Regions from separate parts of the Mus musculus genome. Here region 1 is linked to region 2. The links are chromatin contacts, called in public ChIA-PET maps. All regions are on one chromosome and are shown on one strand. Each heading gives the region's core, a stretch centred on a gene start, on an enhancer-like site or on the middle of the called end of the contact. The rest is flanking DNA. Distances are from core to core; before and after follow the strand shown. Region 1 overlaps Znrf1 (zinc and ring finger 1). Region 2 has its middle 16 kb from the start of Gm24793.

Region 1 (5,248 bases), core at 948-3,447, 160 kb before region 2:
GCACCTAAAGAGAAAAACACAGGATGGAAGAGGGAGGGAGTGCCAGCCTCACAGCCTTATTGCTTTCCTGTCACCCACAGCTACATGGAAATATCCTAGTGTTTTTTGAGGTATTGACTAAAGGGTCAAAAGAAATTTCCTAGAGAGTCCCTGGGTATAGCACAAACAAAAAGAGCCTCCAATTCTAAGATCCCTAAAATAGCACATGATCTCTACCAGGGTGTGCAAGGCATAGTATTCATTGTTTCTCCTCTGGCTCAGATTACTTGACTCTGGGAGATAAGAATGAGGAAGTTGAGGGTGGGAATAAGGAGACTGGTGGAAAAGACTCCAACATGTTAGTGGGAACATGAGGATACCTCATAAATCTTTCCTGTGACAACAGAGCCAAGGTTAAGAAAGCCAAGGCCCTCCTACTGAAAGCAAGCAATCTGTAACAGAAAGTTACATCACGGACAAGCACAAGGCAGCAGACAAATTATGTCCTATGCAGTCTGTGTTCTGGACCTTTCCCTCATAAATGCCTATGAGATGAGAGAACCACAAACTGCAAACTCCTTCTTCACTTTGACATTTTGCCTTGAGGACTATTTTTATATTGGTTTTAACATTTCCTTATTTCCAGTCAGCACACCAATTTCCCAGAAGATTGGCTTCAGAAACATAAATATTGACAAATACTGCTTATTGAAATATGTGGCAAGAATTAAAAAGCACCCATCCAGACAGACAGACAGATCTCGACTCAGCACCAGTGCTCAGATGCTTTCTCTCTGTTCAAGAGAAATGAAGCCAGCATCAGGCACATCACCTCCCGACTCGAGGCTGTACGCCTTTAATCCCAGTACTTGAGGCTAAGGCAAGTTCCAGGTCAGACAGGGTTACAGAGTGAGACCCTGTCTCAGAAAAGAAGGCAAAGCGGAATAATTGGGATTCTTTGGTCCTGCTGAAAATTATCTGGGCTCTCGCAGTCCATTTGGGTTGCTATGACTAAATACTGTGGACCACCAGTAGCTTAAAGAGCAAATATTTATTTCTCACAGTTCTATTGACTTTCAAGCCAAAGATACAAGGTGCTAGCAGATGTAGTGTTTTACTCCTGGCCTGTAGGCAACAGCCTTCTTGTTGTGTCCTAACATGGTAGAGAGTGCTGGTGACTCTGTCTCGTCTAAAAGCACAACTCCATGATCAAGACTCCATTGTAACAACCTTATCTAAAGCCAAGCACCTCCCACAGACCCCACCGCTTACACCACACCAGATGACGGGATTCCAGAGAGGACTTGGAGTATAATCTTTACACCCACAGAGTACATTCTATTCTCTAGGTACCAATGAAAACATAACTGCTGGCCAAACTCAGGATGGGCATTAAATCAGTCAGTCTGTCCATTCACATTTACTCTATATTGAACAGTAGGATACACAGCAGAGAATTAAATATAATTTCTACTCTTGGTGAATCAATGGGTGTCCTTAGGGAACTGAACAGAAATGTCCACAGTGGATTAGGCTTATCTGGTGAATAGACCTTATACATAGATTCTTGGGACTCTTGGGATGGGCTCAGGATCCATCCGTTTCCAGAAGCACTACGCCAAGTTCTCATGGAACCGTATGAAGGAGGACCAACCGTGTACTACTGCACAGAGCTAACCAACTACAGGTATGTGCACCCACTGCTGGAGTTTACCCCGGCAGAGGCTGCCTTCAACTTCTCAGTTCCAGCAACTGCTGAAACCAGGGCGAGGGGTAAGTAGGACAGGGAAGTGCGCGCGCCGCAGAATGTCGGTTAAGAGCCCGCTGTCTGCAGACTGCTTCCTGCCTGCCACAGATAACAATCGCATGTGCCTGTGTACAGATCTCTACCAGACAGTGGTGTGTTTGTGAAGGGAACTGTTGCGGTTGGTCCCCGGGCAGGCTGAACCAATCCCATTAGGCTAGAGCAACCTGCAGCCTCTCATTCTTCCTGTCAACAAGAGCAGGTGGAGGGGCCCTTCTAGAGGTGCCCAGGGTGCAGCCAGCAGAGATGACCTAAGCTTACTACTCTTAATGGGCTGGCAAGGGTCCCAACAACCACTTTCAGAGCAAAAGGGACTATTTTTGGAGGTTGAAAGGGGAACGGAGTGGGGGTGGTGAGAGAAGATATAGGTATCAAACCCAGAGCCTTGTGTATAGAAAATGCTCTCCCATTGGGCTAAATCCCCAGCTTCACAATCTCCATAGCTCCTTTGGGGGGACTACAGCCACTGTGGCAGTCTAAAAAATATCTTAGAAATCTCTTCTATTATGGAAATCTTCAAACAAAAAATAGAATGAGCTTCCAAGTACTAGCCGCCTAGCCTCAACAATGACCAACTCCGGGACAGGCCCATCTCATGCTTGCCTGAGGTATACATATCTTGGTTTGCTAGGACAATCTGGTTATGGATTGCTATCCTAGTGCAATGAATAGTTCTCTCCTTTAGTCTTAGATGTGTCTAAATCTGGATGGCAAATTTTACACTGTTCACCATAGCTACTTTCCCTGCCCCAGATTATTTTGAAGTAAATCCTAGACATGAGTCCACCATAAATGTTCCATTAAACTTAGAGCATTGTGCTCTTTCTTCTAGATAGTCATGCTGTGCTGTTCTTGTCTCCCAGCAGGAAGGAAAGAATGGGCAGATTTGGTGTATGCTGGCATGTAGACTCTTGATACCCATCCTGTGGCCTGTCTGCCTGTTTCCAGCTTATGGACGAGACTGGCACACGCAGACAGAAGCCAAGTGTGTGCCCAGATCAGCATGTTCACTCTATATTTGGCCACTGTACCTACTGCCTCCATACAGGACTCAGAAACAAGTTACAAACTCAGGACAGGAGAGTGAATCTCTACAATTAACAGAAGGAACAGCGGGCATTTGAACAGTTCAAAGTAGGTCAAAACAGTAAAACCTACAAGAGAATAAAATCCCAGCCTTTCTTGCTATCACTGCAAAATTCCAGATCTAGGGTAAAGTTGGGACATCTGAAGTAACCATACAGGAAACCAGGGGGAAATGGGACACAGTGACATCTGAGTCCTTAGAAGAGGTCCCACAAAGGTCTATATGACCTAGCAACGTCACTTCTGGGTTATTTCTCAGACACAGTGGATGTTTGTCACAGCACACTGTAGGACATCCCAGAACAGCACCATGGGAGACCATGGTTGGTGCAACAGAGAACATGCACACTGAGACAGTACAAGAGTTCCCAAGCAAGCAGACACAAACAATGGACTCAATACACATACAGTGGCAGATCTAAAAACAAAGGCCAAGGAACAAGAACTCTCTCTCTCTCTCTCTCTCTCTCTCTCTCTCTCTCTCTCTCTCACACACACACACACACACACACACACACACACACACACACACAGGGGGGGGGAGAGGGAGGGAGGAAGGAAGGCAGGCAGGAAGGAAATAAAAATGCATCTATACACAACTATTTTAAGTCTTGGGGGCTGGAGAGATGACACAGTGGCTAAGATCACTGCTCTTACAGAGGATCTGGGTTTGATACCCAGCACCCGAATGGCAGCTCACAGCCATCTCTAGCTCTAGTTCCAGGGCCTCTGACACCCTCTTCTGGTGTCTGTGGGCCCTTAAGCCACCTTCACAGCTCCCTCAATTTAAAAAAATACTTTCTTTTACCCAACAAGATAGGATCTGAGGGGTAGGGTCAGGAGCACTGAAAAAAGATGCCTCACTTCTTCCTGTAAGTCACAGCAAGGTGGTCTTCTTGCAGTTCACACACGGGAATGGTGTGACTAGTGGCTTATGTGGCAATCACTGGACTTAACATAGCTTCTGCATCTCAGTGTAAAAGCAGAGGGACTCAGATGGAGCCCCTTCAGCCCTCTTCACTGCAATTCCTCCCATCACAACGAGGGCCTAGGACTGCTGCGCACTGGGCCATCTACTTCCATCTACTTCCAGTTAAAGGACTCTGTTATGTTTACATTTCTAACCTATAGAAGAGAAAAGACAATCCAAAGTTGCATCCTGTTTTAACACTTCACTGGCTACAGGAGTTCCTATGTGTTTGGTACACAGATCACTGTCTCTAGCATGCAGACACCAAAATCTAGGTCCATTTTCTCCACTCCACTGTAGCTTACTACATGCCAGACTCAGGGAAGGAAAGACACTGAACAGCACACAGGGGAGGAAAGAGCTGCTTTATGGAGCTCCAGCTCTTGATAGGGCACAAGAAAACAATTAAAAGGCAAAGCACGCCTCACTGCCTGAATTATAATAGGGCCAGGACAAGGTGCTAGCACAAGGAGTGGGGCTACACTGAACTTTGGGGCTAGGATCGTGGTAATATAGGAAAGACATCATTAAAAAGAAGGGCAGTCTAAAAAAAAAGCAACTAAGGCCTTGAGGTGGCCAGTTGAGTTCTTTAATGTGGCTCCTCAGAAAGGAATGACATCATCATACAATACTATACCTACCAACAGCTGCAAAGTGTAATGTGTCCCAAAATGTCCTCAGTACTGTTTTTACTCTCGCACACTTCCAGAACTCCTGACACCCCTCATTTAGTGCTGGAGTCTATGTCCCTTCCCTTGGGCTTGAGTGGCCTTGGAACTATTCGGATGAAGAATATACCAGTCATGCTGTACAGGGCAGAGACAAACAAAGGATATGGCTGCTACTCAGCTCTTTAGAACCTTGCCTTCACCACTAGCCATCACACTGGAAGGAAGCTAGACCACACAGAGACCATGGGTTGACAAGCCTTGCAGAAGTCTCTACTGAGAGCCGGGCATGTGAGTGAATGAACCACCTGTCTCAGTTACTCTTCTACTGCTGTGATAAGACATCGTGACCAAGGCAACTTACAGAAGAGTCTATTTGGAGCTCCCGGTTTCAGAGCTAGAGCTCATGACCATCATGGCAGGGAACATGGCAGAGAACACGGCAGCAGGCAGGCATGGGGATGGAGGAGTAGCTCAGAGCTTAGATCTTGGCCCATAAGCAAGAGGCAGAGGGAGCTAAATGGGAATCCGTGGGCTTTTGAAACCTCAGAGTCACCCCCGAGACACACCTCCAACAAGGCCACTCCTCCTGATCCTTACAAACAATCCCACCAGCTGGGGCCAGTTATTCAAATACATGGAGGGTGGGACATTCTCATTCAAACCTCACACCATCCCAAGATGCCGCCTTTAGACTCTCAGCTGATTTCTGGTCTCTTCATGAAACAGAGGCAAGCTGTT
Region 2 (5,052 bases), core at 164-2,663:
AATATAATATGGATGGAGCAGGCTCTATTTAAGAATAAATATGTATATGCATATCCATACATGCAAGCAATATCAGTCAGTGTGGAAAGGGCCATGGATTTGAAGGAGACGGAGAAAGGCAGTCATCTCCATTAAATCTGAAGTGTTCCCTGCTACCTTCCCCTATTTTTACCCTTTCCTGTCAATGTTTTAAAAAGTATGCCACCCACAATGACCTTGTGTCTTTGTTGTTTTAGGGAGTTACAGGGGACCAGAGGTCAGGACCGTACCAAGGAGTCACCAAGAGAAAAGAGCAAATGTAGGTGCTAATTCTGAATGCAGGCCAAGCATGGTTGGCAAGGGAGTGCCACTTTGGGCTAGCTGGGTAAATCCTGAGGTGCTGAAGAAAGCTGGCACAAGGTCAGGCGTGGCGCTGCTTGTCTGTGATGTTAGCACTTGAGAGGCTGAGGCAAGAGGGCCAATGTGAGTTCAAAGTCACCCAAGGTTGTGGGGAGCTGGTGTGGCGGCAGTCCCAAAGGCGCCAGGGACTGCAGCTAAGTCATATGACTTGCACCTGACTTCCTCATATAAGACACAAACATCTTGAGTGCTGCGCAGGTGTACCAGGATACAGGTGAATCCAATTTGGTGGAGATTTGCCCCTGCTGCCCTGATTAGCTGAAGCCTTGTGACTGGCAAGGGGGCGTGGCCTGCAGTATGTGGATGAGAGAGAGTATAAAAGGAGTGAGAGGCCCAGGGTTCGGGGGAGATATAAACAAGAAGAATCAGGACTGAATAAACTGCTGTTAGAAGGACTGGTGGTCGCGTCATTCTTGCTGGTCGAGAGCGGGCGCGACACAAGGTTACACAGCAAGCCCTTGTTTCTGAAAGAATTAAAGAGACTGGCATGAATTTCTGTACCTTCATGACTTCATAAATAAAGGATTCATTTTTACATTGAGTCTATCACCTTCAATATATGTAAACAAATGTATTCTTTTCTTTCCATGTTGTCAAGAACATATAGTGTTGGACAGATGGATTAGCTGTTAGGAATCCTAGTTCACAGTTGTGTGGATTGGAATTCAGATCCTACATCCCTGTAAGTTCCTGTAACCCCAGTTCTGAGGGGGCGGGAGACAAGAGGATCACAGGGGATTGCTGGTTTCCAGCTCAATTGAAATTCAGACTCCAGCCCCAGGTTCAAGGAGAGAGCCCCATCTCAAAAGAATTAATGGAGAATGTCTGGAGAGGGCGGCAGCATCCTCCTCTGGCCTCCACGAGCTTATATCCACCCGCGCACAAGCACACACATGCAAATAAGAGAAGTTATCCCCTTCACGTAAAGCATTTTAATGTCTTCTCTTCAGCACGTTCAAATGATCAGCACCGTTTCGCTTGTGCTTTGGGGACAGGAAATACAATGAGGGTTACGCCTTGACAGATGTCTGAAACCTGAGACACTTCCTGAGTGAGTAACAGATAGTGGGTATTCACAGTGGGTACACTGGACCAAGGCATGATTCATGTTCCAAGCAAGATGGAACAGGACGGCATGAGACTGGGGCTACTCAGAAGGGCACTCGGTTTAAAATTTGTGTTAGTTTTCTGTCTCTAGGACAAATCACTGGATAGATGGTTTCAAAGAGAAATGGTTTAGCTTGATTTATGCTTTCAGAGTGTTCAGTCCCATAGTTTCTACCATTTCCCAAGGATGTCATTAAATTATAATCCCTTTGATGAGTTAATCCATCCATGAGTCCAGAGCCCCATGATTTAGATGATTCAGTCACCTTACAAAATCCTGACCTTTGACTCCTGCTGTGCCAGGGACCAAGCTTTCAACACACAAGTCCTTATGAGCCGTTCCAAATCCAAAGTCTAAGATGGATGACTTATTTCAGGATAAATCTAACCAAGGTTGACTTTGGGTCACTGAATCTCTAGAACAGCAAACCAGTGACAACCCTGTTCCATAGCCCAACTCAGGAGGTTCTGGCCCAGTTCCTCTGAGCATAGATAGATACCACCTGGCCAGGCCTGGGCCAACTCTGACCTTAAAAACCTAAAAGTGTTCTTTGTGTCACCTGTCAAAACCGAGGTCTTGAAAAGAAGTCCAGGGCTAGCAAGATGGCTCAGCAGGTAAGAGCACTGACTGCTCTTCTGAAAGTCCTGAGTTCAAATCCCAGCAACCACATGGTGGCTCACAACCATATGTAAGGAGATCCGACGTCCTCTTTTGGCGCATCTGAAGATAACTACAGTGTACTTATGTATAATAGTAAATAAATCTTTGGGCAAGGAGAGAGCAGGGACTGAGCGAGTAGAGTTGATTGGAGCAAGTGGGGTTAACCAGAGCAAGCAGAGGTCCTAAAAATTCAATTCCTAACAACCACATGAAGGCTCACAACCATCTGTACAGCCACAGTGTACTCATATACATAAAGTAAATAAATAAATCTTTAAAAACAAAAAGAAAAGAAAAGAAGTTCAGAGCTAGCTGGGTATCTCAGTGGTTAAAGGCACGTTCCATGAAAACCTGACAACCTGAGTTGGATCCCTGGGTTCCCTGATAGGATGAGAAAACCTCTTTGGACCTCTGCAAGCTCAATATGGTACATGTCACTCCCCTAATATTAAATGTGTATTGGCTGGTTTTGTGTCAACTTGACACAAGCTGGAGTTATCACAGAGAAAGGAGCTTCAGTTGAGGAAATGCCTCCATGAAATCCAGCTGTCGGGCATTTTCTCAATTAGTGATCAAGGTGGGAGGGCCCCTTGTGGGTGGTGCCATCCCTGGGCTGGTAGTCTTAGGTTCTATAAGAAAGCAAGCTAAGCATGGTACTGATACAGTGACAGACAGGTAGATCAATGGAATAAAATTGAAGACCCAGAAATGAATCCACACAGCTATGATCACTTAATCTTTGACAAGGGAGCTAAAACCATCCAGTGGAAAAAAAGACAGCATTTTCAACAAATGGTGCTGGCACAACTGGCGGTTATCATGTAGAAGAATGCGAATTGATCTATTCTTATCTCCTTGTACAAAGCTCAAGTCTAAGTGGATCAAAGACCTCCACATAAGACCAGAGACACTGAAATTAATAGAGGAGAAAGTAGGGAAAAGCCTCGAAGATATGGGCACAGGGGAAAAATTCCTAAACAGAACAGCAATGGCTTGCGCGGTAAGATCAAAAATTGACAAATGGGACCTCATAAAATTGCAAAGCTTCTGTAAGGCAAAAGACACTGTCAATAAGACAAAAAGGCCAACAACAGATTGGGAAAGGATTTTTACCAATCCTAAATCTGATAGGGAACTAATATCCAATATATACAAAGAGCTCAAGAAGCTGGACTCCAGAAATTCAAATAACCTCATTAAAAATGGGGCACAGAGCTAAACAAAGAATTCTCAACTGAGGGATATTGAATGGCTGAGAAGCACCTGAAAAAATGTTCAACATCCTTAGTCATCAGGGAAATGCAAATCAAAACAACCCTGAAATCCCACCTCACACCAGTCAGAATGGCTAAGATCAAAAATTCAGGTGACAACAGATGCTGGCGAGGATGTGGAAAAAGAGGAACACTCCTCCACTGCTGGTGGGATTGCAAGCTTGTACAACCACTCTGGAAATCAGTCTGGAGGTTCCTCAGAAAATTGGACATAGTACTATCAGAAGATCCAGCAATACCTCTCTTGGGCATATACCCAGAAGAAGTTCCAACTGGTAATAAGAACACCTGCTCCACTATGTTCATAGCAGCCTTATTTATAATAGCCAGAAGCTGGAAAGAACCCAGATGTCCCTCAACAGAAGAATGGATACAGAAAATGTGGTACATTTACACAATGGAGTACTACTCAGCAATTAAAAACAATGGATTTATGAAATTCTTGGACAAATGGATGTATCTGGAGGATATCATCCTTAGTGAGGTAACCCAATCACAAAAGAAGTCATTAGATATGCACTCACTGATAAGTGGATATTAGCCCAGAAACATAGAATACCCAAGATACAATTTGCAAAACACAAGAAAATCAAGAAGAGGGAGACCAATGGGTGGGTACATCATTCCTCCTTAGAATAGGGAACAAAATATCCATGGAAGGACTTACAGAGACAAAGTTTGGAGCTAAGATGAAAGGATGAGCCATCCAGAGACTACCCCACCTGGGGCTCCATCCCATAATCAGCCACCAAACCCAGACACTATTGCACAATGCCAGAAAGATTTTGAAGGGACCCTGTTATAGCTGTCTCATATGAGGCTATGCCAGTGCCTAGCAAATACAGAAGTGGACGCTCACAGTCATCTATAAGATAGAACACAGGGCCCCCAATGGAGAAGCTAGAGAAAGCACCCAAGGAGCTGAAGGGGTCTGCAACCCTATAGGTGTAACAACAATATGAACTAACCAGTACCCCCAGAGCTCGTATCTCTAGCTGCGTATGTAGCAGAAGATGGCCTAGTCGGCCATTACTGGGAAGAGAGGCCCCTTGGTATTGCAAACTTTACATGCCCCAGTACAGGGGAATGCCAGGGCCAAGAAGTGGGAGTGAGTGGGTAGGGGAGCAGGGCGGAGGGAGGGTATAGGGAACTTTTGGAATAGCATTTGAAATGTATATAAAGAAAATATTTAAAAAAAAAAAAAAGCAAGCTGAGCAAGCCAGGGGAAGCAAGCCAGTAAGAAACATCCCTCCATGACCTCTGCATCAGCTCCTGCTTCCTGACCTGCTTGAGTTCCAGTCCTGACTTCCTTTGATGATGAACAGCAGTATGGAAATACAAATTGAATAAACCCTTTCCTTCCCAACTTGCTTCTTGGTCATGATGTTTGTGCAGGAATAGAAACCCTGACTAGGACAAAATGTAAACTTTTTTTTTTTTTAAGAAGTAGCTAATTTATCTAAGGAAAGATGCCCAGCTTACCAGTAACCAGGTGTCCTGGCTGCTTTTATGTCAACCTGACACAAGCTAGAGTCATCTGAAAGAAGGGAACTTCAGTGGAGAAAATGTCTCCCTAAGATTCAGCTCTGAGCCATTGACTTAATTAGTATT

Evidence for each region. ChIA-PET counts read pairs in DNA pulled down with a chosen protein or histone mark.
Region 1: a contact with region 2 is called in an RNA polymerase II ChIA-PET map of effector CD8 T cells, with 45 read pairs. The contact joins two enhancer-like sites. A contact is called at or near these places in 2 of 115 datasets of contacts at active chromatin or transcription factors (effector CD8 T cells and embryonic stem cells) and 1 of 9 other capture datasets (adipose tissue).

Annotation. Positions count from the first base shown.
Region 1 is chr8:111,592,585-111,597,832 of GRCm38.p6, reverse strand. All of the region lies in intron 1 of Znrf1 (zinc and ring finger 1), which reads right to left. Among named protein-coding and RNA genes, the nearest start is that of Ldhd, 35 kb to the left of the region's middle. Within about 2 kb of position 2,197, at least 177 of the 459 cell types and tissues checked have an H3K27ac peak or open chromatin away from gene starts, as enhancers often do. A contact at or near this core is called in effector CD8 T cells, where this site is marked.
Region 2 is chr8:111,432,017-111,437,068 of GRCm38.p6, reverse strand. No RefSeq gene overlaps it. Among named protein-coding and RNA genes, the nearest start is that of Gm24793, 16 kb to the right of the region's middle. Within about 2 kb of position 1,413, at least 50 of the 459 cell types and tissues checked have an H3K27ac peak or open chromatin away from gene starts, as enhancers often do. A contact at or near this core is called in effector CD8 T cells, where this site is marked.